4 separate regions of the Mus musculus genome follow, and regions 2, 3 and 4 are each linked to region 1. The links are chromatin contacts, called in public Hi-C, HiChIP or PLAC-seq and promoter capture Hi-C maps. All regions are on one chromosome and are shown on one strand. The core of a region is the stretch at or near the end of the contact, and the rest is flanking DNA. Distances in the headings are between cores, read along the strand shown. Region 1 holds the start of BC034090 (cDNA sequence BC034090). Region 2 holds the start of Xpr1 (xenotropic and polytropic retrovirus receptor 1). Region 3 overlaps Gm41980 (a long non-coding RNA gene). Region 4 overlaps Gm9530 (predicted gene 9530).

Region 1 (6,093 bases), core at 576-3,075:
CAACCCTGGGCTAAAGGAGGCCCCAGAGGAGAATGGCAGTGTTGGCTAATGGTCAGTACTCTTCCTTGTGGATGACGGACCTGTCCCTGTAATAGAATGTGTCGCTGCCTGCCAGCTTCATGCCAACCCTAGTGAAAAAGTGTTAGACTAGAGTCAAGCTGTACTCGAAAGAAGTAATAGTGACAGTCACAAACGATAAGCTATCTGCTCTATGTCAAGCAAAGGCTTTTCAAACATGTCAACACTCTCTAAAATAATATATTTATATTATGTCTGTGATAGAATGTTATTTTATATAAATAAAGATATTTATTTATTATATAATATATAAATAAAAATATTATTTTTAACAGATGGAGAACTGAGGCATAGAGAAATTACATCACGTAGATGCCCTGGGGGAGACAAGCTTGTAACCAGAACCTTTCCATTCCAAGCCAGGACTCTCCGAGAACAGTGAGCCTTTAACCGCACCCCTTGTTCTCAGGTAAGACCTGAGTCCGCAGAGGTCCCAAGACTCACTAGAATTATACGGCCCCTTGGTGGCCTGGCTGATTCCAATAGCTTTACAGAGAATGACGTGACAACTGTTTTACTCCCTGTATAAGCTACTGTGTCTTAGTGACTACTCAGAACACTCAGAAGTCACCCTAGTCTACCTGTGTCCCATAGGAAGTAAACTCTCAGCGTGTAAGAATTTGGGCATAGAGTATATATTAGAGGTTAATTATTCCCTTCTCACAATAGGGATCCACCATAAGATGTTCTTAAAGGTAAGTCTCTTAAAGTAATTCATTATAATTATTAAATTAACATGTTTTTCAGAATATACATATTTTATGAAGCAAGATACATATATAACACAGAATTTCACAGCAGTAAATCTGTGAAGTTTAGGGATAGTAGAAGTCATTTTCTCTACTAGATCATCTGGAGCAGCGGTTCTTGGCATCACGGGGTCGCATATCAGATATACTGCATATCAGATATTCACATTATGATTCGTAACAGTAGCAAGATTACGGTCATTAAGTAGCAACGAAAATAATTTTATGGTTGGAGATCACCACATGATAAACTTAAACTGTACTAAAGGGTCGCAGCATTAAGACTGAGAATCACTGATCGAAAATGTACTAGGTTTCTCTTTGTGGCTCAGCTACCTCTTCTCTGAGATCCAATCCAGAAGCCCAGGTTGTAATGTGAGCTTTTAGAAAAATTGATGGGTCAACCCTGGAGCTTCGCTCTAGACTTGTCCGCAGACCTTAAGGAATGAGACAGTCGGGACTGAAGGCCTCCGGACGACCTTCCTGGAAGATGTCGTAACTCCTAGCACCGATGCTCTAACTCAGAAAAAAACCTGGAATGAAAATGGACAGGAAGGGCGAGCCTCCACGACCCTTCCAGCTCTGCGGCGGCCGGAGGTCGGGTGTCCCCGGGTGTGCCCCGCCACCCCGCCCGGGTCCTCTCGGTACTCACTGAGAGCGGCGCGCGGGCTTGGCCGCCGCCTCCATCCCCTCCATCCCTCGGAGAGGCGAGGCCCTGCCCCACTCTCCCCGTCCGGGGCCGCTGCAGAGTCCCGGGCCGGACTCGCCCTGAATTCGGGCGGGCGGACGGGAGTGTGGCCCGCAGGCCTCGTCCCCGGAGCGTGTCCCGCCCCGGGTCCCACGAGGCGAGGCCGGGCTGGCAGGAGTGCGCGGCGCCCCTGGCCCCGCTGGGCGCCTGGAGCCGTAGCGACCGCTACTTCATAGCTTTGCTTGAAGGTGAAAGGCCCAGCCAGCGGCCTCGCGGGCCGGCCTGGGAAGAGAGGGCGAGGAAGGCGAGAGGAGGGGCGGCGGAAGGGGCTGGAGGAGCCGCGACCTCGGCCTGTCCCCACCCCCCAGCCTCCCGCGGCCTCCCAGGGTCGTGGCCACTCGACCCGGGCGCACGCCGGGAGCCCAGAGCCTCCTCGGCTCCGCTCCACTCCTGGAGCCAGGGCCGCCTAGACGGCCGGAGGATGCGCCCTGAATTTGGGGCTCACTGGCTGCCACGGGGCCGTTGTCCCGGGCGCCGATCAGCTCCCTCCCCGGGGACACGGGCGCGAAAGCGGAGGGGCGCCCGGGTGACTCGGGGGCGCAGCCGGAGCGCAAAAGGCGACAAGCTTCAGCCGACTCCACCGGCTCCGCTGGAGCGAGAAGCTGAGGACCGGACTTTGTGTGGAGAACGTTTCGGGATGGGTCGGTGGGCTTCTCCGCAGGGCCGCCCCATCACCCTTGGGCGCCCTCTTAGGTCAAGATCATTCAAGGTTCGTTGAGGCCTTGGGGTAAGCTGGCGTTGACTGCTCATCCGGAGCCACCAAGAGCTGGGCCTGCATTGCCAGCTGCTTGGGGAAGGGACCGCTTCTGGGGCAGTGGAGGATTCCCGAACAGACCTGGGTACAGGCCTCCGTGAAGGAGCCACCAAATGGCTGGCAATTGTGCCCAAATCCATGGAGCTTCCTCTTTCTAACCAGGAGGTGACTAAGTCTCTCCAATGTCCAAACCCATTTTGACTATTCCCCTACCCCCAAAGGAACAGTAAGAAGAACCAGGACATTTCAGACGTCTCTGAAAAGAGAAAGTGGTCTCTCTTCTTTCTTTGGCCAACAAGTTTCACTTACTTAATCTTTTGTGCTGCTAGATGGCCGGTGTAGCTACTGGAAAGGATGCACAAAGCTAAGGTCCTAGCAGAGCACAGGAGAGAGAGGGCAGTTCTACCCCTTGTGCGGGTGTAATCCTGTAGTCCCAGTTGTTCAGAGATTAAAGCAGGAGGATCCTGCTGCAAGTTCGAGGCCAGCCTAGGCAATTTAGTGAGACATGTTCTCAAAAGGAAAAGGGGAGAAATGGGCTGAGGATGTAGGGATGGGTGTAGAGAATTTGCCTATTGTGCAAGAGGCCCTGGGTTCAAACCGAGTCCCATGGAAACAGAAAGGATGTCTATCTCCCTTTAAGGGAGCTGGATGGGGGAGGGAACACCGAGGCAGGCAATCTGGTCTGAGCCGCACCCTGGGAAACTGACAGTAGATTGGCCCAGGACCGGTTTAGGAACCAAGGGGTTTATCCTGGGCAAACCCTGTGTAAGTGAGCAGGTTCAAGGCTCACGGCTCTGTGGAGCAGGGTCTGAAGCGTCTTCCTGCCATGTTCGCAGAGTAAGTTCCTCCACAAGGCACTTTCTGCTCTGGTTTAGTGCTGATCGATCACCATACACTGACAACTCAGTCCCTAGAGTGGCTGCCTCTTGCTGCAACCTCAAGATTCAGAACTATTGTCCCTTTGTACAAATGAGGTGACCAATCGGAACAAAGCTGGTAAATGGCAGGTCTTCAAGAACCCCCGACGGACACGATATTGAGTGTGGTGGTTGGCGTCTGCAGCAGAACATGAAATATTTCGTTTTTGAAAATTCAGATCGAGGGGTTAGAAAGATGCCTCAGTAAGAGCACCTGCTGCTGCTCTTGCAGGGGACTGGAGTTGGGTTCCCAGCACTCATGTGTGTGTGTGTGTGTGTGTGTGTGTGTGTGTGTGTGTGTGTGTATGTGTGTTTGTGTGTGTATGTGTGTGTGTTTGTATGTGTGTTTGTGTGTGTATGTGTGTTTGTGTGTGTATATGTGTGTATGTGTGTGTATGTGTGTGTGTGTGTGTGTGTGTGTGTGTGTGTGTGTGTGTGTGTGTGTGTGTTGGAGTTGGCTGGGCTTCTTACTCCAGCTTCAGGGAGTCTGATGCCCCCTTCTGACTTCCAGGGGTACCTTCACACACATGGCATACACACAAATAAAAATAAAAATCTTAAAAAACAAAAAACCTTCAAGTCAGGTGGTGATTCATGCCTTTTAATTTAAGCACTTGGAAGGCTGAGGCAGGTGGATCTTTTAAGATGTTAGTCTGGGCAGCCTGGTCTACATGATGAGCCAGGCCAGCCAGTATTACACAGTGAGACCCTGTCAAAAAGAAATGATCCAAACTCCTCAAATCAGGTTGGGATGTAGCTCAGTTGGCAGCGTGTTTTCGTAGCAAGCATGAAGCACTGGGTTTGGGTTTGATCCCTAGCACCGAATAGCTGGGTGTGGTAGTGTGTTCACACTTGGTCACAGTACCTAAGAGGTAGCCAGCTGGTGGTTGTTCACACCTTTAATCCTGGCATTTGGGAGGCAGAGGCAGGCAGATTTCTGTGAGTTCAGGGACAGCCAAGGCTATAAAGGGAAACACTGTCTCAAACACACAAAACAAAACAAAAATAGGAAGGACACAAGTTCAGCTCATCCTCAGAAAGAGGAAAAGTCATGACCAACCTTGCAAATGGGAGACCTGTCTCCAAAACCCAGATGATAAAACCTCTCATCGGGGCAGGAGAGATGGCTCAGCGGTTAGGAGCACTGGCTGCTCTTTGTAATACCCCAAATGTGCTGTCAGGTGGTCCTAGCTGTCTCACCTCATTTCTGATGTCCAAGGTGAATCCTGAACACAAGCTAGTCTCCTTCCTGTCTTCCACAGGCAGGGGTATAGTTGCTGCACCCTATAGGAACCTACAAAACTAAGGCACTTCATAGGCTCTCTTAAATCTTGACAAAAGGGAATAGTGTGCCTCCACCTTGGTGGTGTGGAAATCTGGGGTACAAGAGACTTTGGCTTCCTCCCGGCCACGCAGCTGGCGTAGCTAGAGTGTGAACCCAGTCCCATCTCTATCGGTAGATAAGATCTCTATCTATCTGGCTCCCCGGTGGTCTGCTTTGCTTCTTCTAATAACTCAGACTTCCACGGGTAATTCTCCAGGGCTCCTGGCCCCTTGCTCCTGAGGAAGTTAATGACCTGCAAGGTAGATTTCTGAACGTTTCAGTGAAGGTGAACCCTGCCTTTCCCCTCCCCCACCCCTTCAGGCCACTAAGATGCAAACAGTCACCTTTGGTTTACTCATTAGGTTTGTTTGGGCTGGAAGAGGAGTAGCTTCGGATCCCAAGGATCCAAAGAGCAAATTCTTAAAATGCTATGTTAAATGATCTCTGTCACATGGGCATGGCAGCGCGTGTTTACAATCCCAGTACTCAGGAACCACAGCAAAGGGATTGCTGCAAGTTTGAGATGAGCCTGGGCTGTATGAATCAATTACCAAGGCCTGTTAGGGCTACACAGCAAGACCTGTCTAAAAAAAAAAAACCAACAACAACAACCAACAAAGCTTTCTCATGCTAGCCCCGTTTCCGAGGGGACCTCTCCGTTCATCTAAATTCAGCTTATTTCCACAGATATTTGTTGAACTCCTCCGCTGTCTCAGGACTAGAGAACAAAATGAAGCACCGCCGACTATGAGCCTGAGGAATTTCCAGCAATAGTGAAGCAGGAGGAGACAGGATATGCACTTCTGTTGGAGCTTCGGGTCAGTCTAGCACTTGTCAGGTGTAAATTGCTTGCAGGAAGAACTGAATGAAGGGAAGGTGTTGTGTGGGAAAGGGTGTCACTGGCAAACCGGGGCTCCGAATGAGCAGAGGGCAGCCAGAGGGAAATGCATCTGAGAAAGAATAGTGTATACACAGCATAGACAGGTGTGAGCGTGTCTGGTAAAATGAACATAGCCCCGAGGGCATTTGAGCAGATAGAGGAGCCACTCTCTGAGGGGCCTTTGGATGAGGTAGACCCCTCCCTCCCAGGTTCTCCACTGTGCTCTGAACCTCAGGGCTGAGGATCTGACAGAGGAATGAGAAAGATTGCCCTAGCTGGAAGACGGTGGCCCATACCTTTAATGTCCAGCTCTCAGGAGGCAGAGACAGGCGGATCTCAGTGAGTTCAAGACCAGCCTGGTCTACTAAGTGAGTTCCAGGACAGCCAGGGCTATACAGAGAAACCCTGTCTTTTTTTTTTTTTTTTTTTTTTTTTTTTTTTTTTTTTTTTTTTTTTTTTTGGTTTTTCGAGACAGGGTTTCTCTGCATAGCCCTGGCTGTCCTGGAACTCACTCTGTAGACCAGGCTGGCCTCGAACTCAGAAATCCACCTGCCTCTGCCTCCCGAGTGCTGGGATTAAAGGTGTGCACCACCACCGCCCCAAGAGAAACCCTGTCTTAAAAAACTAAAAGAAAGAAGAAGAA
Region 2 (6,353 bases), core at 887-3,386, 170 kb after region 1:
TCGAGTCACCGTGGATACTCCAGCCACAAAGCTGACATTACAAATCAAGGGTTAATCGAATTTTTAAACTATATCAGGCTTCCCCTTCTAGTCCAAGATAGTCCACATTAATTCTATAAAATAGTCAAAGTTAAAATACTTAGATATATATCACAGGGATATATCCAAGTCCGGTTCCTCTGACCAAAAGCAAGCACCCCATACTGTACAGTAATAAGCTCTCCAGCATGCTACAGCACTAACCTCTGGGAAGAGCTGGCAGCGGTGCTCAAAGTGGTAGGAGGAAGATGAAAACCCAGTGCCCTTCTTTCAGTGGAACCCACCATCTGGATTCTAGCCAAGGCTTTAAAACTGACTGAATGTTATTACAAACAATAAATCAACAACTCCACAGCCTGAACTGTTAGGACCTTTTCTTCCAGAATGCGGCAGAGGAAGGTTACAAGGAAACTGACAAGAGAGTATTAGTAATGAGCCATTCGTTTCTGCCATTAAATACAATATATTACAAACAAACTTATTTTACAATCTTCAAGATTCTATTTAACCTAACTATCCCTTTCCCTGGTCTTCAATTATTACACAGGCTATATGAATAAATGACTGACTGCTGTTGCCTAAACATCCTATCACTAAATTCATATAAAAGTTAAAAAGGAAATCCAAAATATTTTAATCCATAAAACCTAGCTAGTATGTGTGTGCATGTTCCTATTGATTTTATACTCTTTGTTCCTGCTCATACCATAGATGTGAATTCCTGGAGGTTACAGACCCGCTGTCTTTTCTCTCTCCAGGAGCTGAACTACTAGCTTCTGAGAATAACCTATTGCAAGCTTCAAATAAATAAATAAATAAATAAATAAATAAATAAATAAATAAATAAATAAATAAATAAATGCCTTTCAGGTATCCTACCTTTTAAGTATATGAGTGGTTTGCACTGTCTTTACTTTTCCCAATATTGATGCAAGGTTCCTTAAAACATGTATTTAAAAACCCTCCAAAAGCCTTGCAAGAGGAAGAAACTGAAAGGAGGAACATGTCTCGTGCAATACACAAGTAAGGTACTGTATTCACAATACAGTGATTTTTCTCCCTACCAAAAACTTAGCAGAAAACCTGAAATTTTAAATAATTCTCTTCCCTCCTTTCTCTTCCCTCCATTCCAAAACCAGAGAAGAGTGAAAAGCCAAAGATGTGATTATTCTGTATAGTTCGTGCAGTCAGTACAAAGACAGAGACAACCGTCTCCTTATCAAAACAGAACTATTGGCTCAATGCTTTTGAAAACTATAACCACTGCATTAGGCGATACACATTTCACCAAGTTTCAATCCTGTTACAAAGCCTTTGTCAACAGTGAGCAAGTGGAGGTAAGCCGACGGGGCTGGGTGGACTGAAGGCAATCGCTGGAGGGGTTTATCTTGCAAGAGCTCGATTCTCTGGCGAGAGGTGAGCAGCGAGAAGCACCTAACCTTGGCAGAGGGGGTGATCTCTGGCGGTGGGGACCGGAGGTCAGGGTGAGTGGGGAGGGGGTGGCGCCGAACCGCCGCGACCCCGGGCCGCCGTCGCACCTGCGGCTTGGCCTCCCACCACCATTCCCCAGCCCCAGCCCGGCAGTGCCCTTCCTCTCGCCGCCGCCTGCATATCCGTTACCCCGGCGGCAGAGGGCTGCGGGGGAGGGGAAGGACGGCCTGGCCGCCGGGGGCCAGCAGCGCCGGGGATGCCGCAGTGGCTCCCCGCGGCGGTGGGTCAAAGTCCGCCCGGGCCGGGGAGCTCAAGGCAGCGGCGGAGGTCGCAGCTAGGGAGATGACAGCCCCTCCGAGCCCGCCCCAACCACAGCAGCCCCAGGTACCTCATACTGGATGTACTGCTTCCTCCACTCGGGAGTGATGTGCGCGGAGAGGTGCTCGGCGAACTTCATCCTGCCGCGTCCCCCTCACTCCCACCCGGCTCTGGCAGCTACAGGCGGCGGCGGCGGCAACAGCGACTCCGACTCCTCCCCACATGGGCCCCGGCGCTGCGCGAAGCTGCGCTTCTCTCCTCCTCCGCCGCCGCCGAGGTCTCCTCAGAGCCGCCCTCCCGCCATCTTCCTCCTCCTCTCCATAGCCCCGCCCCGCCCCGCCCTCTAGACGTCATCGCCATGGTAACCGCCTACGCCGCTCCGACGGAGGGGGCGGGGTGGGGCGTGGCCTCAGGGGCTTTCCTTCTTGCTCCGCCCCTTTGGGCCGGACGTGGGAAGGCACCTCCCCTGACCTCTTCCGCCTGCCTCCAGTCTGCCTACAGCTGCTTTCTACACTCTGCCTGGGAAAAACAACAATGTTGCTACTGCAATTAATATTGGTACTGGAGCAACAATAATCCACACAAGACGCTGATATTTGCAGAGAACTGTGCAAATATTATTTCCATTTTAATATTGATTCTTCATAAAACCCTTAAAGATAAATCAGCAGTGGTCCAAATTGAGTAGTTGAAACAGTTAAGAGCCAATTGTATTTAAGGGAACTGTATTTGCATGCTGTAGATGCTCAATAAATGCTTGCTTTCAATTTAAAATGTCAGTGCCAGAAAGTTTGTGCTGCTTCTGTATCTCAATGTAATTGTCTAATTAGTCCTAGTGCTACCAGAAAGGCCAAAACATCTAGATACAAACCAGGATTGACACTTTGTGATACAGCTGACTGGGAGTGGGGGGCAAACTTGAGAGGGAAAACAATGCTGAGAAGAAAGAGAATCCTCTCCTCACCCAGTCCCTGTGTGACAGTCCTGTATCCAGGCTGACCTCTGGAAAGATACCACAGAGGCAGCAAAGTACCATATTCCATGTGAGAGTGACTGCCCTGAAGGACTTATCTGAGGGAAAAGCCCAGGTCTCACCTTGGATGGTGGAGCCCTGGATAACATAGTAGCTGACTCTCTTTTTAAGTGTGTCTATTCTTGTCCCTGTACCAAGCACTGTTCTAAACTCCTTACATGTAACTTTATCCTCTTTAACTCTTACAACTTTGATGAGACTCAAAGGTTTGCTAAGGAAGTATTGTACCTGTGACAATATAGATCCCTGTTGACTTCCCAACACACACACACACACACACACACACACACATACTTCAAAACGCCATATGTTTTTCCTCCTTCCCTTCCTCTAAATTCCCCTTTCTAATAAGGTTTTATGAATGTTTCTTCAAGAGAAAGAGAGGGTATGAGGCTTGCTCAGAAAAAGCACATCTTTCTGGCAAATGTTTGAACAGAAGCCTCAGCCTCTGGTGAAAGAATCGTCAGGGGGCTGGAGAGATGGCTCCGAAGAGCGACCTAAGTTTCATTCCCAGAATCCATGTCAAGCAGCAAGCAGCTCATAACCACCTCTAACTCCAACTCTGGGGATGTTTGTGGCACCCAAGGACACCTACCTGCACTCACATACAAGTACCCACACACAGACTCACACATATATTCTTAGTTAAAAATCATAAGTGGGGCCTGGAAAGATGTCTCAGTGGTTAAGAGCACTGACTGCTCTTCCGAAGGTCCTGAGTTCAAATCCCGGCATCCACATGGTGGCTCACAACCATCTGTAATGAGATCTGACACCCTCTTCTGGTGTATCTGAAGACAGCTGTAGTGTACTTACATATAACAATAAATAAAATCTTTGGGCTGGAGTGAGAGGGGCCTCAGAGCTAGCAGAGGTCCTGAGTTCAATTCCCAGCAACCACACAATGGCTCACAACCATCTGTACAGCTACAGTGTACTCATATACATAAGATAAATAAATAAATCTTTTTAAAAAATAAGAAGTGTGCATCTCTTTTAAAAAGATAGAAAGGATAAGCAAAGCCAAAGAGAAGAAAAGAAGGTGAAGGTCTCCTTCACACTGGTAATCCTCTGCCCATCAAAAAAATGTCCCCTCTTCTAAAACAGTACAGTGCCAGGAGAGAAACACAGGCGAAAGGGAACATTAGACATTGGGAACACTGTTGCCACAGCACAGCCCTCCCATGCCTTAATTGTATGTAAGATTCAGGAACTGTGGTCCGATTGAAGGAAAGATGAAATCCTTAGTACTAGTTCTAAAACCAATAATTCCTAGTTTTTCTCCAGCCTGACTCAAAGCCCAGCTGCCTAGCCAGACACAAAATCTTTATTTATCCACACGTGTGGATAAGGAAAAAAAAATGGGACAGGGTCTTATTATGTAGTCCTGGCTGGCCTAGAATTCTCTATTGTAGACCAGGCTGGCCTCTAGCTCAACAGACATCCTCCCATACCTCTGCCTCCTGTGTGCTAGAATTAAGAACACACACCATCGTGTCCAGCAGAAATTTCTTTATTCTTAACATTATTACAAATATTTCAACAAACACTTCAATGGCATTTGCTGAACACCTACTCTCAGTAGAGAATAAAGCCAAGTGATTTAAGAATTATCTTAATAGTTTTGCTCTAAACTAAACAGGCCCCTTGCTTAAGACTTCCCCTGTGAAGCCAGGTGTGGTGGCACACGCCTTTAATCCCAGTACTAGGGAGGCAGAGGCAGGCGGATTTCTGAGTTTTAAGCCAGCCTGGTCTACAAAGTGAGTTCCAGGACAGCCAGGGCTATACAGAGAAACCCTGTCTCGAAAAACCAATTAAAAAAAAAAAAAAAAAAAAAAAAAGACTTCCCCTGTGAATATAATCTTTACTTACCCTAACTCTGCTGGGTGAACATTATAATATTCCAGTCATGACTTTCAGGAATGAAGGACAGTTCAAAATGACATAAAACTGTCTTGTCTTTGAAGGAAATCACAGTCTAGTCAAAGTCACGAACAGACTGATGGCCTACGATGTGATCTCCGCTGTAAGGAAACAAGCATCTCTGGCTGAGGAGAAAGTAAAAGATGGCATGTCGCAGAGATGCTTCTGAAGTCCAGTCTCAGGCAATGATCTGACAGGCGGAAAGAGCACACCTCTGAGACCTCAAGGGCACATAGCAAGATGCCAGGGCTGCTAAGAGTGTCACAACATTCTCTGACCCAAATAGCCTCCAAAAGGTTGAAACTGTCTGTGAGGTCCCCTCCAATCCCTGATCGGATCATTCTCTGTTCACTGCCTTGCCTTTAAGAGCCGATCAGACTCTGAGTGAGCTCTTAGAGGACAAATTGTTCACTTTGCTTGTCTTCTAGAATTGAGCACAGTGCCTGGCACTTGGACATTCAGTAATCATTGAAAAAGGAAAGTAGGGAAGGAAAGAAGAAAGAGAAGGGAGACAGGAAGGGAAGAGAGATGGAACTGGGAAAGTAAGACAGGCTAAACAACCTGAAGGATTGAAAAAATGATCACAATACCAACATGGAGTCTCTGAAGATTTTGTTTTTGTTTTTGTTTTTTTTGGGGGGGGGGTTGTTTGTTTGTTTGTTTGTTTTTTGAGACAGGGTTTCTCTGTGTAGCCCTGGTTGTCCTGGAACTCACTCTGTAGACCAGGCTGGCCTTGTACTCAGAAATTTGCCTGCCTCTGCCTTCCAAGGGCTGGGATTAAAGGCGTGCGCCACCATGCCCAGATGAAGAATTTTTAGTGCCTAACTTGGGCCTGGGCAAGCGGTGCATATAAATGTTCCCAGCACTGGTTCTAAGAGTAGACCTGAAATAAACTCCTAACTCCCGTGTTTACAAGCCATAAGGCCTTGAGCAAGGTACCTTAGCCTTCAAAGCCCCAGTTTCCACAATTCTCCAAAGCCAATTAGACAATTAGAATGATCCTCAAACTATTTTGAGGATTAGATGAGAATCTGCATTAGCAGCACTTTGCGTGAAGACGGGCCCTGGTGGAGCGCCAGTGCATTGGCACGCACTTCCTAGGCACTGGCACTTGTCTAAGCACTTGCAGATGCAAATTTAATCCTCATGAGAACCTGTAGGAGGTGGTTGCTATCCTCACTTTGGAGCCCGGTGAAGGCAGAGAGGTTAAACATCTTACAGCAGGTCACCCATCTAGAGAGTGGTAGGCCTGCATTTGAGCCCCTGCTACCCAGCTCCAGCAGCATCACATTCCCCTAATGACAGGGGAAGATGGCGTTGCCATACACCAAGACGAGGAATGCAAGCAGAGAATGGGTTTGGGAGTACCACTGACTTAGGTATTTGGAAGTCTCCAATTGAGTATCTGAATCTAGCACTTCTAAGGGGTTGAGCCTGAAGACTGGAAAGTGGTTCACACTTAAATGATAATTAAGTCCACCAAGCCTGCCCAGAGATAAAGCATATAGATCGCAAGGGAAAAGAGGCCAAAGGAACATCCATCCCTGTGTAATGCTGATGAAGAAGGATTGAGGAAGGAGGCTGAGATGTGGCCAGAGTGGGCAGCAAG
Region 3 (6,426 bases), core at 862-3,361, 220 kb before region 1:
GTATATAAAATGTGTTTTCATCCATTGTGGGCCTCTGGTCCCATGCAGAGATTCTCCTGAGCTGTCACCATCTAATTATTAAAGTCCAATCTTTTCCTTTCCCACTTATGTGCCATATGCCTGGGGAGAGAAAGACCACGGGGACAGAGTGCAGCCAGAGCTGGCCTGTAAACTGTGAGGCTCAGAGGCAGGTCATGCTGTGAAAGAAAGTGGATGTTCAAAAGCAAAAGTACAAAGCCCCAGGCTGTGGAATCAGGTTTGCCGTCCTGGCTCTGCTACTAACAAGATGCAGGGCCTGAAGCAAATCCCTTGGCCTCTGTTTCCTCCCCACCTCCACCCCCGCCCCCTCCTAGACTGAGGAGGAGGAACAAGGTGAACTTTAACAGTGACAGACATCAGTATTCTGCAGTTTCAAGAGCAAACCCCTAAGGCCCTGTTATAATAGGTTTGATGGTCTTCTAAATGAGTTCTAATTACAGGACTTCCAGGCACCGTAGTATTTACTGTAAGTTGATGATCCAAAGGCCCCTCCAAACACTTAGCAGCAATAGATAAAATCGAAAAAGTTTAAAGTTTAGAATCCAAAGCTGAGATGGTTCCGTTAGTAAAGTCTAAATGAGTACTTGTTAGGAACTGAGTCCAGTTAGGAAGTCTGCCTTGCAAGCAGGGCATCTGGGTTTGGATCTCCACCACTCACCTAAAAAAACGATGGGCACGGCCTTAGGGGTCTAATCTCAGCGCTGGGCTCGGGAGGAGAGAGGCAGCGCCCTAAAGCTCACTGCTAGTTGTCCCAGCTGAATCAGTGAGCTCTAGGTTCAGTGAAAGAGCCTGTCTCAAAAGAAGGTAGAAAGCCATGTAGCAAGACACGTGACATCATCTGTTCTACCCACAAATACATACACACATACACACTATACACACTCTCACACATACACATACTTATGCACACACATATACACACTCACACACATATACACATTCACAAACACACACATACACATGCATACACACTGGCGCATACATTTACACATACACACACACACACACTGTGGGAAGGATAATATGCCAAGTAGTGATAGATGTTATGAAAAAAATATAGGGCTGGAGACATGGGTCAGCGATTAAGAGCACTGACTGACTTCCAGAGGTCCTCAGTTCAATTCTCAGCAACCACATGGCAGCTTACAACCATTTGTAATGAGATCTGATGCCCTCTTCTGGTGTGTCTGAAAACAGCAATAGTATACTCACATACATAAAATAAATAAGTCTTTTTTAAAAAAAGAAAAAATATTCAGGATCCTTAGAGATATAAAGGAATAGCTAATAATTATTGATTTTTTAAAAAGATGTAAGTTATGAAACCGTGCACAGCCTAAATAAAACAAAAAGTTATTTAAAAGGAAAAGTACAAAGGAAAGGTCATTACAAGTGTGAACTGCTTCTGTGTATTTCCTCCCTGCCAGACAGCTGTGGGCACCTGGACTGGACCCTCGTTCCTGTTCCCTGAATGAAACGAAATGAGAATGTGTGCATTAAAATACATAAATCGAGTAGCATTATGTAAACCCCAGCGAATTGTGGGGAACAAAGAACACTAATGAGTGGCAGTGATGAAGAAATCACCCAGAGCAAAGAAAAGCAGTTCAATATCAAAGCACAGACTTGCTAAGCCAGGGAGGCGCCGCCCACGGAGGCGGAGCCAGAAGTACTGAGGATGCATCTGTATGACTTGATCATCCATCTGAGGTGACAGGCAGTGTGGTGGGCGTGCACAACTGCAAGACCTGCAGGCAGGTCTCCAGAGATCAGCCAAGAAGAGCAGCCACCCACTCCTCCCACTTCCTCCCTCTCAGGTAGCCTGTGCGGCCAATGAGACTCGTGTACACACACACACACACACACACACACACACACACACACACACACACACACACACACACACTACAAGTATAGAGGAAAGACATCCGTACTCTCTCCCTGATTCCATGGACCCCTTTGGAAGATTATTAACTCTAAGTGAGGTCATGAGGAGACTGGAGTCTGGAAGGATTAACCTTCCGAAGAGAAACCAGAGTTTCCTCTGTCTTTTGAAGATACGAGCAGAAAGCTGCTGTCTGCAAGCCAGGAAATGAGCAAGCCCTCATTAGAACCAGACCGTGCTGGTACCCTGAACACAACCTCCAACCTGGGGAGAGAAAATCTGGAGTAGGTGGCTAAAGTCACTCAGCTTTCCCGTATGCTAGCTTAACAGTCCGAGCTACACACTCGAACCATAGCCTGAATCTGTTCTAGAGATAAGAACAGGTGTGTGTGTGGAATTGTCCCAACCCTAGAGAACAGGGACAAGGGTCCAGTCCAGGTGTCCACAGCTGTCTGACAAGGAGGAAGTAGACAATTTTGTAACTAAGAAGCTGTTCACATCGGTAATGACCTTTCCCCCTGCTAAGCCCTTCCCTGAAGCCTGGACTGGCCTTGCCACATTTTCAGGACATCAGGAACACCTGCTCCATTGTTAATAGCACCATTTACGGGAACATGGACTTGGACTTGAGATTGCCAAGCTTGGCTGTACCCTGCAATCTTCCAGGGTGCTTTCAAATACGCTCTCCCCCTCAGACTCTGTTCAATTGGTCTTGGTTGTTGCCTGGGCACGAGGGTTATTTATAACTCCCTAGGTGGTGCTCCTTTTAATCACAGTTGGGAAATACTGGCCTAGAAGTTGGTAAGACAAAGAAAACCTTTTTCACTGCCCAATGGGCTTGGGATCTTGGACAGGGACTCAAAGGCCCAATAGACAACCAGGGACATACCTTGGTGAACCTCAGAAGCCGCTACTGGGACAGCTGTGGGACTACTTCCTCTTTCCCTGGAGGAAAAACATAGCTCTCTCTACAATCAGGAAACAGGAAGCACGGGGTGCCTGTCAGCAGAACCAGCAATCCCCCTGCATGGAAACTTGGGCTTCCCCTGCCACTGACAACTGGAAAGACCAGCAGCTGGTCTTCCCGGCTCACCTGCATGTGGGAATGACCTAGAGAAAGCCTGCTCTTAGACCCTACTCCCTCGGACTTAGAAAGCCCTCCCCCCACGGCTGGTCCCTCCTGCCCCTCCTTCTCAGCCCCCTAACGCCTAACTCTTCCTGCCCACCCACACCTAGCCGCATCTTTACTGGATGCCCCCACGTTTCGGCCAGAGTTCCTGCAGTTCCCCACAAGCCACCTTTGCCCCTCGGCCTTCCTGATCCCCGGCAGGCAGTTCGGTGTCCCAGCTACGGAGGCTTGCTCCGCTCCGGCTGCTATGAATGCTAACACCTGAGTCTGCGCCCCCTCGCCACAGGAAGATAGAATTGTCTCCCTGTGCCGCCATGTGTTGGCTGAATCATCTTCCTGTGTTCGTGACTCCCAGTGGCTCGTTATGTAAAGCCCAGCCTCCTCAGCAGAAGCTTCGGGGCTCCTGTAGCCTTATCTCACCCCTTCTCCCAATTGCTGTGGCCCCAGAGCTGGGCTTTCTGCCCCTCAGGAGGTATGAACTCACAAGCTTGCTCCCCTATAGCAATTAGCTTCATACTTAAGAAGTGACCCCAACCTATTTCTTACCGTTGCCTCTGTGTCCCTTCCTGTGCTTCTTTTCACGTCCTCCAGTAGCACCGCCACCCACACATCTAAGCCCTCAGAGCTCCTGGAGAGTGTGGGGAAGCGGCCTTGTGTCTTTGCTCTTCCCTCTCCATTCCATCCTGGGATCCTAATAAGAAGCAGAAACCCCAGAGCGACTTTATTGGTTGTCACTGTGCAGGTACATAGCAGGTGCCAACCCTGCTTCCTGGGCAACCCAAGTGCCTAAGGCTCTGGGTGATGGAGTAGGCAGACAGCTGTGACCCCAGGGGTAAATGACAATTACCAGGGATGCAGAGACAGCAGGAAGAAACCTGACTTGTGCTGGACACCAGCCTCAGTTGCAGCTTCCAACACACTTGCTCTCCCATCATGGGTCGAGAGCCCTGTCTTTGGTTGAGCTGGCCCAACGGCCAGCATGGGCTGACACTGCAGGCCCCTGCCACATTGCCTTGCCTTCTTTTCTGTGGCAGTGAGAAGACAGCCTGGAAAAACCAACTTGGGAGAGTTTATTTGAGCTCACAGTTCAAGGTGCAGTCCGACAAGGCAGGGACGTGAGGGCAGCTAGAGCTTGAAGCAGCTGGGCACATTAAAATCAGGATGGCAAGGGAATAACAACTATTTGTACACAGCTGATTCTCCTTCTCATACAGTCCAGGATCCCAGGCCAACCCCAGATGTGACACACAGTGGGTGATGGGACACCCAGTGGGTGGATCTACCCACCTCAATTAACTCGTTGGAAAAAATGCCCCACAGGCATGTCCAGGGGCCAGACTCCCTGCTGATTCTTATCTCAGTTTTGAGAATTGAAATTATCCATCCTTCACAGAGACTGTGCTGATATCACACAGCGGCCGAATCCAACTCCATTGAGAAAGTGGCTTTCAGGAGACCTGAGGCCACACTCCTGGCACACAGGTAAGTCTCTTCTACCCTATTTCTATCCCTGCTTTACGGCAGAGCAGAGCACAACGTGATCGTCTCGATCCACCAGAAAAGGCTATATAGCTTAAAGTGCCGGGAAGCCCTCTGGGTTTCACACCTTCCATTACAGAAGACTGTCCAGTGCTCCCAGTCAATGCCAGCCTCCACCCACTCCTGCCTAAAAGCCCTAGATCCCTAGCACAGGGTGTGGGGAGTCCTGCTCAGGGCCCTAAGGGACAGCATAACACACATTGAGGAGATGGCTACAATGTTGCAGTTGCAGAGGGGACTGTGGTGTGGCTAAGAGGCCATGTGGTTGCTGCTGCTGCTCATGGAAGTTATGCAGTGGTTAATGCAGTTACAGAATCCACTCCGTCGTGATTGTGTGATCAAACGTGTATGTGTGTCAAGGGGTTGGTGGTCCTCGGGACTGGCATGGTTACAGAGGGAGGGAGGAGGTGGCGGCCACTCTGACTCCTTCCTTTATCAAAGCCCTGACACCTGACACCAACTCATCACAAAGTGGCGCCAGGCTGTGCCTGGGCAAGCAAGACAAGGGAAGGGCAGAAAAAAGAGATTGTTTTCTGACAAGTCTGTGGGGGAGGGGCTCACACAGGCTCCCAACCCACCGCGCCTCCTCTCTGTGGCACACCGCATGGGCCACTTAACTGGAGCTGAAACCAAGCAAGAGTGAGTTTTTTAAACCCTGAAGGTGTCCAGGGAACTGCTTGAAGCCCAGGGAACACTTTCCTGAGCAGAAAATCAGTAACTGCACCCACTAAAACCAGACCCTGCCCCAGCCACAGCCCGGAGGGGCACAAAGCAAACCTTCAAAGCGAGGCCCCGCTATCCCTCCCTGGCTGGGGACCGGTGGGGGACATAACAACATCTTGTCTCCATGAAGAGAAGTCTAACACAACATAGGAAGACTACCTCTGGGAGCCTATGGGAAATGAATGGGAGAGGTGTGACATTTCATCGTGTGCTCTTTTGTATATTTTGACTGTTAGACTGTGCTTTAATATGCTTAATGTCTGCCATGTTCCTGGAGGCTGAGATGGGAGGGTTAAAAGTTCAAATCCAGCCTGAGCTACCAAGTACTAGTTTAAAGCCAGTGTGGGCTATATAACAAGATCCTGTCTCAATAAAACCAGCCGTGACGACCTCCCTAAAAGACCACGCCTCTCGAAAAGGTTCTTCATCCCTCTCCAGAAGAGAAGAGGAAACACAAGAAAAAGTGACCAGTGCAGAGCCCCCAGTTCCTACTTTATGGATGTGAAATGCCCGGGATGCTATAAAGTCACTGCCATCTTTAGCCATGAGTAAACGGTAGTCATGTGTGCTCGCTGCTCCACTGTTCTCGTCAGCCTACAGGTGGGGAAGTGAGGCTGACAGGATGGATGCCCAGCCCACTCTGTCTCATGCAGTGTCAGCCTCCAGCATGCTGGATTACAGACTTGCACTACCATTTCCGGCTCCAGGGCTAGACTTCCCCAGCTGCCTCAGGATCCGCCTCCCCTGCAATGCATCCCCCTCCTCCGGATTCTGCCACTCGTGTATCTGTTGCTTTAAATTATTAAAAGCATGTTCCAATAGGAAAATACAACAAAATGTTCCCTCCCATTCTTCCCCACCCCCACCCCCAGGGCCCCAGAGAAAGTAGGTGAATAATGTGTAAGCCAGACATTCCTTCCCTCTCATAAAGGCCGGGGCAGAACAGTGGGAAGAGGGATCTATTTCGGCTCACGGTCTCAGAGGTTTCAGAACGATTGTGACAGAAGAACATGGGGGTCAAAGCTTCTTACCTCCCAGCAGCAGGAAGCAGAGAGATGTTAGGGAGAGACAGAGAGACACAGACAGACAGACAGACACAGAGACACACAGA
Region 4 (6,479 bases), core at 2,654-5,153, 170 kb before region 1:
GCTGGGTACCAGCCCAGCCTGTTGTTCATTTAGAACAGCCTCTAACCTTCCCAGGGGAGCAGTCAGTCATGCAAGGTCCCCACTTGGAGAACAATCAATTTAGACTTCAGTAATTTGGGAGACCTGGGGAGAATTTCCTAAATGAGATCCCTGCTCCCTACACATACTCTCAGTTGCCTAGCAACTAGAGGAAGCGATCTGGAAGTCTGGAACTTACACCACAACCCCCTGTGCAGTGATGAGCCCCGGTGTGGTCCACCTGTGGGGGGGGGAGGCACTGCAGCTGATAATTATCAAGGGTGACAACCATAATCCCAGACCTGCTATTATTGTGTTTACAGAGGTGCAATTGCTACAGAAGCTCACGCCACTGGCCGTTCCCAGGCCCTCTCCCTTCCCGCCCAGTGCTGACTAAGGGAGTAAAATAGCCTCAGGCCGTTCCCAGGAGAGGAGGCTACAGTTTCCTAGGGCCCTGAGGTGTTCTGGTACCGGTTTGACCACTTAATCTGCTTCCCAGGGTTGTGAGTGGCCCCCAACAAGGAAGAGCAGAAAGAATGTCTGTGAGGCTCAGGGTGAACACCCTTGAATTGGGTGGGAGAGGGGTGGCAGGTGGCCAGGACCAGAGATGATGCTAGGGATGTAGAAGAGCTGGGTCTGTTAAAGGGAAACTGGGCTCTGTCTTTTCTCTTCCTGAAGGCAGTTGTCCACCCTCGACCTTCCTTTCTGAATAGTCTGCCTAAGGTCAACTACGGAAGAAGGGGAGACAATGTAGAATTCAAGCAACCTCCCTTCTGGTCTCCAGAAAAATAAAAAAAGGAAGAAGAAGGGGAAATTCAAATCTCCCATGTCGTGAAGCCAGCGAAGTGGGAGGATCGAAGTCTATAAAGCCAGCCACTTGCTTTTCTTTCTTGGGAACTCCTTTGTTTACGAGTTGCCAACCTAAGCTTCAGAGGTTTAAAAAAAAAATCTTGCAGACTCTCGGCAAATTGTGTCAGAGAATACACCATCCTTCCCAACAGCCTTCCAGCGCTGCCTTCTGTCTCCATCCTTCATGCTTTGGGTCTGAATCCTGAATGTAGCAACAATACCCTCGTGTGTCCCTCTTTGGCTTCTCTCAATGAAGCAAAGAGAAGATTACCACGGAGCTCGCCTGAAAGTACACAACCATGAGGACCAACTATTGCAAAGGCCTGGACTCACAGGCTGCTAAAGCCTAGCAGGAAACATGGTCTAGCTGAGTGTGCCCATTGTACCGTGGGGAAACTGAGGCCTCAATGGTGAAAGCAGCCGACTCTTGATAATAAGGTTGGAGGGAGGCGAAAAAAGAAAGCAGAATACAGATTTCCTGACTTCTAAGTCAATTGGCCTTTCTAACTTAACAGACTGCCCCTCAAAACTGCTTGTACTTTGGGTTCAACACACACACACACACACACACACACACACACACATACACACACACCTAGCATTGTCAAGTCCCAAACAGTTTAGCTTTCCAAGGATTTTTCTACAAGGGTCTCATCTTATCCTCAAAGCACTGTTTTCAGATGAGTGAAGCTGATACGTCCAGTCCAGTTGTGTAGTTTGAGAAACAGGCCACCAAGACTTGCCTCAAGCCACAACAAACGTGTCCAGACTGTTCATCTTTCATGACTTGTTTCGGCTTCCTCCCTCCCCTCCCCCGCCCCTCCTCCGCTCTCTCCTCCCCTGCCTTCGTGAGATAGAATCACACTTTAGCTTAGGCTGCTCTGAACCCTGGGATTCTTCTGCCTCAGTCTCTCAAATACGGAGACTCTAGGCCTACAGCACCACGCCCAGGTTCTCCTGAGTGCTCATCCAGCCCCCCTTTCTACCGTACTCTGTGCTCCACACTGGGGAGCACCCAGAAAACCAAATGACACCCTTCCAGAGAAGAGGCTAGTCCACCAACTAACCTCATTCCTCACACAAGCCGCTAGCTACTAAAGGAGAAGCCATTTCCCCTTAGGTTCATTCTCCTCTTTCTCTTTTACCATCCCTCCCCATTTCACAACACTGTGAAAAGAAGAGCAGTTCTACCTCTGAGCCTTTGTCCCGAATCCTGTCCCGTCCCGTCCCCCCCACCGCATGCCTCCCCCCAAAAGCAGCATCAGGAGCAGTATAAGCAGAAATCGCCTGCTCAGCATTCCTGTTGTCTGTGACTGACAGAGGCCTCCAGTAACTTTTGCAAGCTGCTCAGGGTAGGTGGGTGGGGGTATTGGCCAGGAACCGAGCTCAGTAGAGCATCTACTGGAACCTGCCTGGCCTCTCTGTTATGGACAGTGTTTCCACTCTTAAGTGTTTTGCCTCTAACAGACATGGTACCGAAGCAGTGCTTGAAGCCTTTGAGTCCCTTTGAGGGTGGCTGTGCTGTTTGCTGAGTGTGTCAGATTCCCTAGGTCGGAGCTGAGCCTGTGGATTTGCATTTCAAGTACCCTGCTAATGCAGATGCGATTGGCTCAGGTGCCACACTCTGAGAACCACCATGGGGTAAAGGACACAGTTCATCCTCACTGAGGGTCGCAGGATGAAATATGGAGAGGGGGAAAGAACTGGAAAGGGGGAGAAGGAATGGGATGGAGTTGGACTAAGTGAGCCCAGCACCTGTGATGACTTGCAAGCGGAATACTCATGTGTGACTACCAGTGTGCTCATCTGGAAATGACTGGAACTACAGAGGACATCCCTGGCGACTAGGCTTTTGGCTCTCATGGCCCATCTCCTCCCTGATGTCATCCTCCTTCTCCCCCATTTCTCCCCTCCCCCTTCAGAGACTCCCCTGGAGAGAAAGTCCACATCTAGTTGGCTCACTGCACTAGAGCTAGTGCCTCCATAGCCAGCAGTTGCCTAGGGACTGAGGAAGTGAGGCCCCTGGGGCCATCAGCGTAAGCCATGAGCAGAACAAAGGGTCTCGGAGGCACCTGACCACAAGGCCCCTAAAGGCAGGAGTGTGACTAGTGACTCACTGGCCACGTGGGAGAAGGCCTGAGGTCTCCTGCCTCTAGCTTCCACCAAAAAAGAAGGCAGAAGGCAGAGTAAGGGAGGAGGAAGAGCGGATATACGCTCAGCCGGGCTGTCCATTCATGTTGACCTCTCTTTTCTTTCTGCAGAGGGCCCAGCCCAGTTAGGTATTCCCAGGAGGACAGGAACCAATCCCTTTGAAGTGGAAGAAGGCATCTCTGGGAGGAGAGGCCCACCTCTATGGAGAAGACAGGAGAGCCATGCCCCTTGGCCCCAATCTCCCCTTTTTTGTGATCGCCTTGGAGTGATACAGGCTGCTGAGGAAAGAGGGAATGCCCTGGGATCCCCGCTCAATGTTGAACCATGGTGGGTAGGATACAGAAGCCTTAGGACTTCAAGATGCAATAACTAATAGCCAGGAAAGCTCACCCACCTTCCTGAGTATTTCCCAACGAGCTTCCCAGGAACCTATGGGCAGAAAGCACAGCTGCGGGCTGAAGAGGTATATATTCACTTAACCGAGAGAGGGCTGGGCAAAGCCTCTGCTGCCCAAGTCCTTGTTCCAGCCCCTATAATAAGCCCAGATATTGGACTTTGATTTTCTGTGGCTTTGGGGTATAAAGTTTGGGAAGGGAGCTTAAAGAACACTGGAATTACTCTCAGAGGGGGGAGGGGAGCGGGATTCTGTGAGGTTGGTGGGAAAGAGGAGAGGGCAGAAAGAGACCAGGACCATGAGAACTGATCACCACTGCAGCCTGCTGGAGAGGGTACCTCCTGCCAGTGTGGCGAAGGAGCAAACGTCTCAGCCCGTCACCCTTGTCCTCTGTGAGCAACACGTTTGGCCTCCTCCCTGCCTCCACATCCTCCACACCCTTGTTTCTTCCCGCCTCCCACCTGCGGGGCATGTTGCAAGACTCTATTGACCAATGTTTACAGAATGCTCCAAAGAATGCTCCAGTTGCCAAATCCTGAGTCATCTGGCCTAGTCACCCTTCGCTCCTGGTCTGGTTTTCCCACCAGAGAGAAGCCCATGTTCAACAACATTGCTCACCAGGTCTCTCCAGCCAGGAGGCCAGGCCATTTTACAAAACCACTGAGGAAGAGAAGAAAGACACCTTTAGTGAGTGGCCTGCAGCCGATGCAGCAGGAGCTGAACATAACCAAACCCCACAGAGCAGTGCGCAGGAAACAAGCACTTCCCAGCTGAGAAAAGAGAAGCAGAGAAGTCAGAGTTTGACCCAAAGTTAGAAAGAGTGAGAGAGCCGGTGGAAACTGGTTATTTTAAGCCGTTTCCCCCAAGTTTCTTCCCAGAGCATGGAACAAAAGCTCCCAGGCAAGGAACACCTTTGAGGGTGTGATACCAAGAAAGCATGCTTCTTACATTTACTTGATAGAGGGTGTGTGTGTGTGTGTGTGTGTGTGTGTGTGTATGTGTGTGTGTGTGTGTGTGAGAGAGAGAGAGAGAGAGAGAGAGAGAGAGAGAGAGAGAGAGAGAGAGAGAGAGAAACAGGTGTGTGTACCTACAGAGGCCAGGTTTGTCAAACAAATACCTAGCACTGAAGTTACATCATCTGTGGGGTACCATGGATGCTGGGATGTAAACTTTGGTCTCCATAACTGCCCATCGAGAGCTGTTAACTGCTGAACCATCTCTCTAACCCCATTTGAGAAAAAAAAATGAGTCGTATATCAAAATGATACAAAAGGGGGATTAGCATGTATCCGTGTCTTGTGCTCTAGCCCCAGGTCAGGCTCATGAGGTCTCACTCCTTTGTGTTTCACGGTTCATGCCCAGAGCTAGGTGTCCTCCATGGAACAGGGCACAGCAGCACAGACTGGAAAAGAACCCAGCAGAGAAGACCAAACGTGTTGCGTAAGGCTGAGCACTGGACATACATCCCACTAAACCATTCGGTATGCGGAGGACCTCACATGAGGTCAGTAGGGCACTCCAGGGGAAATAAAAAGTGAATCATAGCCCGTGACTTCTATGTATTCACTCAACAGATATTTGTTTCAGGCTGTGATAAATACCAGGTTTAAGAGGAAATGAGAAAAACAAGTTCTTGGTCACAGGGAGCTTACACTCTACTGGGACAAGGGGACATGGACAATTAGCAGCTAAACAAATCACCAGTTCCACATCAGGCTCTCAGCTAGACACTGAGGAGGCCCAGAAGAAAGTGGTTCCCTGCTGGAGAGACTAAGGACGAAGATGCACCACAATGCAATCAAAGAAAGAAGCAGCTGTGACCAGGGCCTGCACACACTCCTCCGGAGGACTCAGAAGGAACACCTTCCTCCAGACTGGGCAGTAGAGGGTATCAGGAAAGGACCTCTGAGAAACATGAGCTCTTTGAAAAAGCCTTACGCCACTGGGGAGACAGAGGCAGGCAGATCTCTGAGTTCCAGGCCAGCCTGGTCTACAGAGAGTGTTCCAAGACATCTAGGGCTACACAGAGAAATTCTCTCTCCAGCACTTGGGAGGCAGAGGCAGGCAGATCTCTGAGTTTTAGGCCAGCCTTGTCTACAGAGCAAGTTCCAGAACAGCCAGGGCTACACAGAGAACCCCTGAAGAAAGAAAGAAAGAAAGAAAGAAAGAAAGAAAGAAAGAAAGAAAGAAAGAAAGAAAGAAAGAAAGAAAGAAAGAAAGAAAGAAAGAAAGAAAGAAAGAAAGAAAGAAAGAAGGGAGAGAGGGAGGGAGGGAGGGAGGGAGGGAGGGAGGGAGGGAGGGAGGGAGGGAGGGAGGGAGGTCTCATGGGATGAGCCAGGCATCTCTCAAGTGGAGGCACAGATGAGAGTGTTCCAGGGAGAGAGAACAGCACAGGGGTTAGGGACCCAGGTGAGAGCTGAGCATTCTCAGGAAAATGACAACTCCAGCATTTCCGATTGACTACAGGCATTCCCTACAAATGCTGGATGGGTTTTTTAAAAATGCAGGGGAAGCTAGACATGGTGGTAGGTACCTGTCATCTCAGCACATGAAAAGTAGAGGCAGGAAGATTAGGAGCTTAAGGTCATCTGCCCCTACATAGTAAATTGGAGGCGGATCTGGGCCACATGAGACACTGTTTCAAAGAAACAAAACCAAGGGGAAAGCAGGTGGGGACCAGACACAAAGGCTTGAACGCCTGCTCCTAGAGAGCTTGGATGCAGCTTTGAATTTCAAGCTGAGACCCATTTAAGTTTAACTCCAACTAGCTCTTAAATATCTCAGCCAAGGATGAGCAGTCAAACTGTCCAAGACAAAGGCTGGCAATAGTCAGAGGTGCAGCGAGGCTCACAAAGAAGGCTCAGAGACCTGGGAATAGCCAAGATTGGCTGCACCAGAGCTGCCTGGGTCATGTGTCAGTAACTCAGCTCTTGAAGCTTGAGGAGGTGCGTGGGGGATGAACCTCACTCTGGGTCATTCTGTCTCATGTGAGAAGCATTAGTTCCTTCATCCATCCCCACCCCCCACCCCCCCCACCCCCAACCCCCACTCCCTTCAGCTTCCAACT

Evidence for each region. A called contact is a pair of places that touch in the nucleus more often than the background predicts. HiChIP or PLAC-seq counts read pairs in DNA pulled down with a chosen protein or histone mark. Capture Hi-C pulls out chosen DNA fragments and counts their contacts.
Region 2: a contact with region 1 is called in a promoter capture Hi-C map of adipose tissue. The contact joins the promoter of Xpr1 here to the promoter of BC034090 in region 1. A contact is called at or near these places in 2 of 39 promoter capture datasets (the C10 cell line and hippocampal neurons), 4 of 484 Hi-C or Micro-C datasets (embryonic stem cells, large pre-B cells and rod photoreceptor), 1 of 115 datasets of contacts at active chromatin or transcription factors (pro-B cells) and 2 of 9 other capture datasets (adipose tissue and liver).
Region 3: a contact with region 1 is called in a Hi-C map of bone marrow-derived macrophages, with 48 read pairs. The contact joins the enhancer-like site here to the promoter of BC034090 in region 1. A contact is called at or near these places in 7 of 39 promoter capture datasets (the C10 cell line, the HPC-7 cell line, embryonic stem cells and 3 more), 1 of 15 datasets of contacts at CTCF or cohesin (the NIH/3T3 cell line), 9 of 484 Hi-C or Micro-C datasets (DN3 thymocytes, the G1E-ER4 cell line, Th1 cells and 5 more), 27 of 115 datasets of contacts at active chromatin or transcription factors (the 230-238 cell line, the HPC-7 cell line, the NIH/3T3 cell line and 17 more) and 3 of 9 other capture datasets (adipose tissue, liver and pancreatic islet).
Region 4: a contact with region 1 is called in an H3K27ac HiChIP or PLAC-seq map of trophoblast stem cells, with 12 read pairs. The contact joins the enhancer-like site here to the promoter of BC034090 in region 1. A contact is called at or near these places in 2 of 484 Hi-C or Micro-C datasets (both in embryonic stem cells), 15 of 115 datasets of contacts at active chromatin or transcription factors (craniofacial prominence, embryonic basal ganglia, embryonic forebrain and 7 more) and 3 of 9 other capture datasets (adipose tissue, embryonic stem cells and pancreatic islet).

Annotation. Positions count from the first base shown.
Region 1 is chr1:155,242,707-155,248,799 of GRCm38.p6, forward strand. BC034090 (cDNA sequence BC034090) reads right to left here and starts at 1,826. Exons shown (of 10, transcript NM_001370865.1): 1 at 1,480-1,826. The coding sequence starts at 1,523. Gm31102 (a long non-coding RNA gene) reads left to right here and starts at 423. Exons shown (of 4, transcript XR_878641.3): 1 at 423-773.
Region 2 is chr1:155,415,308-155,421,660 of GRCm38.p6, forward strand. Xpr1 (xenotropic and polytropic retrovirus receptor 1) reads right to left here and starts at 2,137. Exons shown (of 15, transcript NM_011273.2): 1 at 1,859-2,137. The coding sequence starts at 1,927.
Region 3 is chr1:155,026,005-155,032,430 of GRCm38.p6, forward strand. Gm41980 (a long non-coding RNA gene) reads right to left here. Exons shown (of 6, transcript XR_001779499.2): 3 at 3,600-3,744; 4 at 2,814-2,869; 5 at 698-828. Among named protein-coding and RNA genes, the nearest start is that of Gm41977, 8.1 kb to the left of the region's middle. Within about 2 kb of position 2,112, at least 140 of the 459 cell types and tissues checked have an H3K27ac peak or open chromatin away from gene starts, as enhancers often do. A contact at or near this core is called in the 230-238 cell line, DN3 thymocytes, the G1E-ER4 cell line and 11 more, where this site is marked.
Region 4 is chr1:155,071,173-155,077,651 of GRCm38.p6, forward strand. The region is part of intron 3 of Gm9530 (predicted gene 9530); the gene reads right to left. Among named protein-coding and RNA genes, the nearest start is that of Gm9530, 8.9 kb to the right of the region's middle. Within about 2 kb of position 3,904, at least 139 of the 459 cell types and tissues checked have an H3K27ac peak or open chromatin away from gene starts, as enhancers often do. A contact at or near this core is called in adipose tissue and trophoblast stem cells, where this site is marked.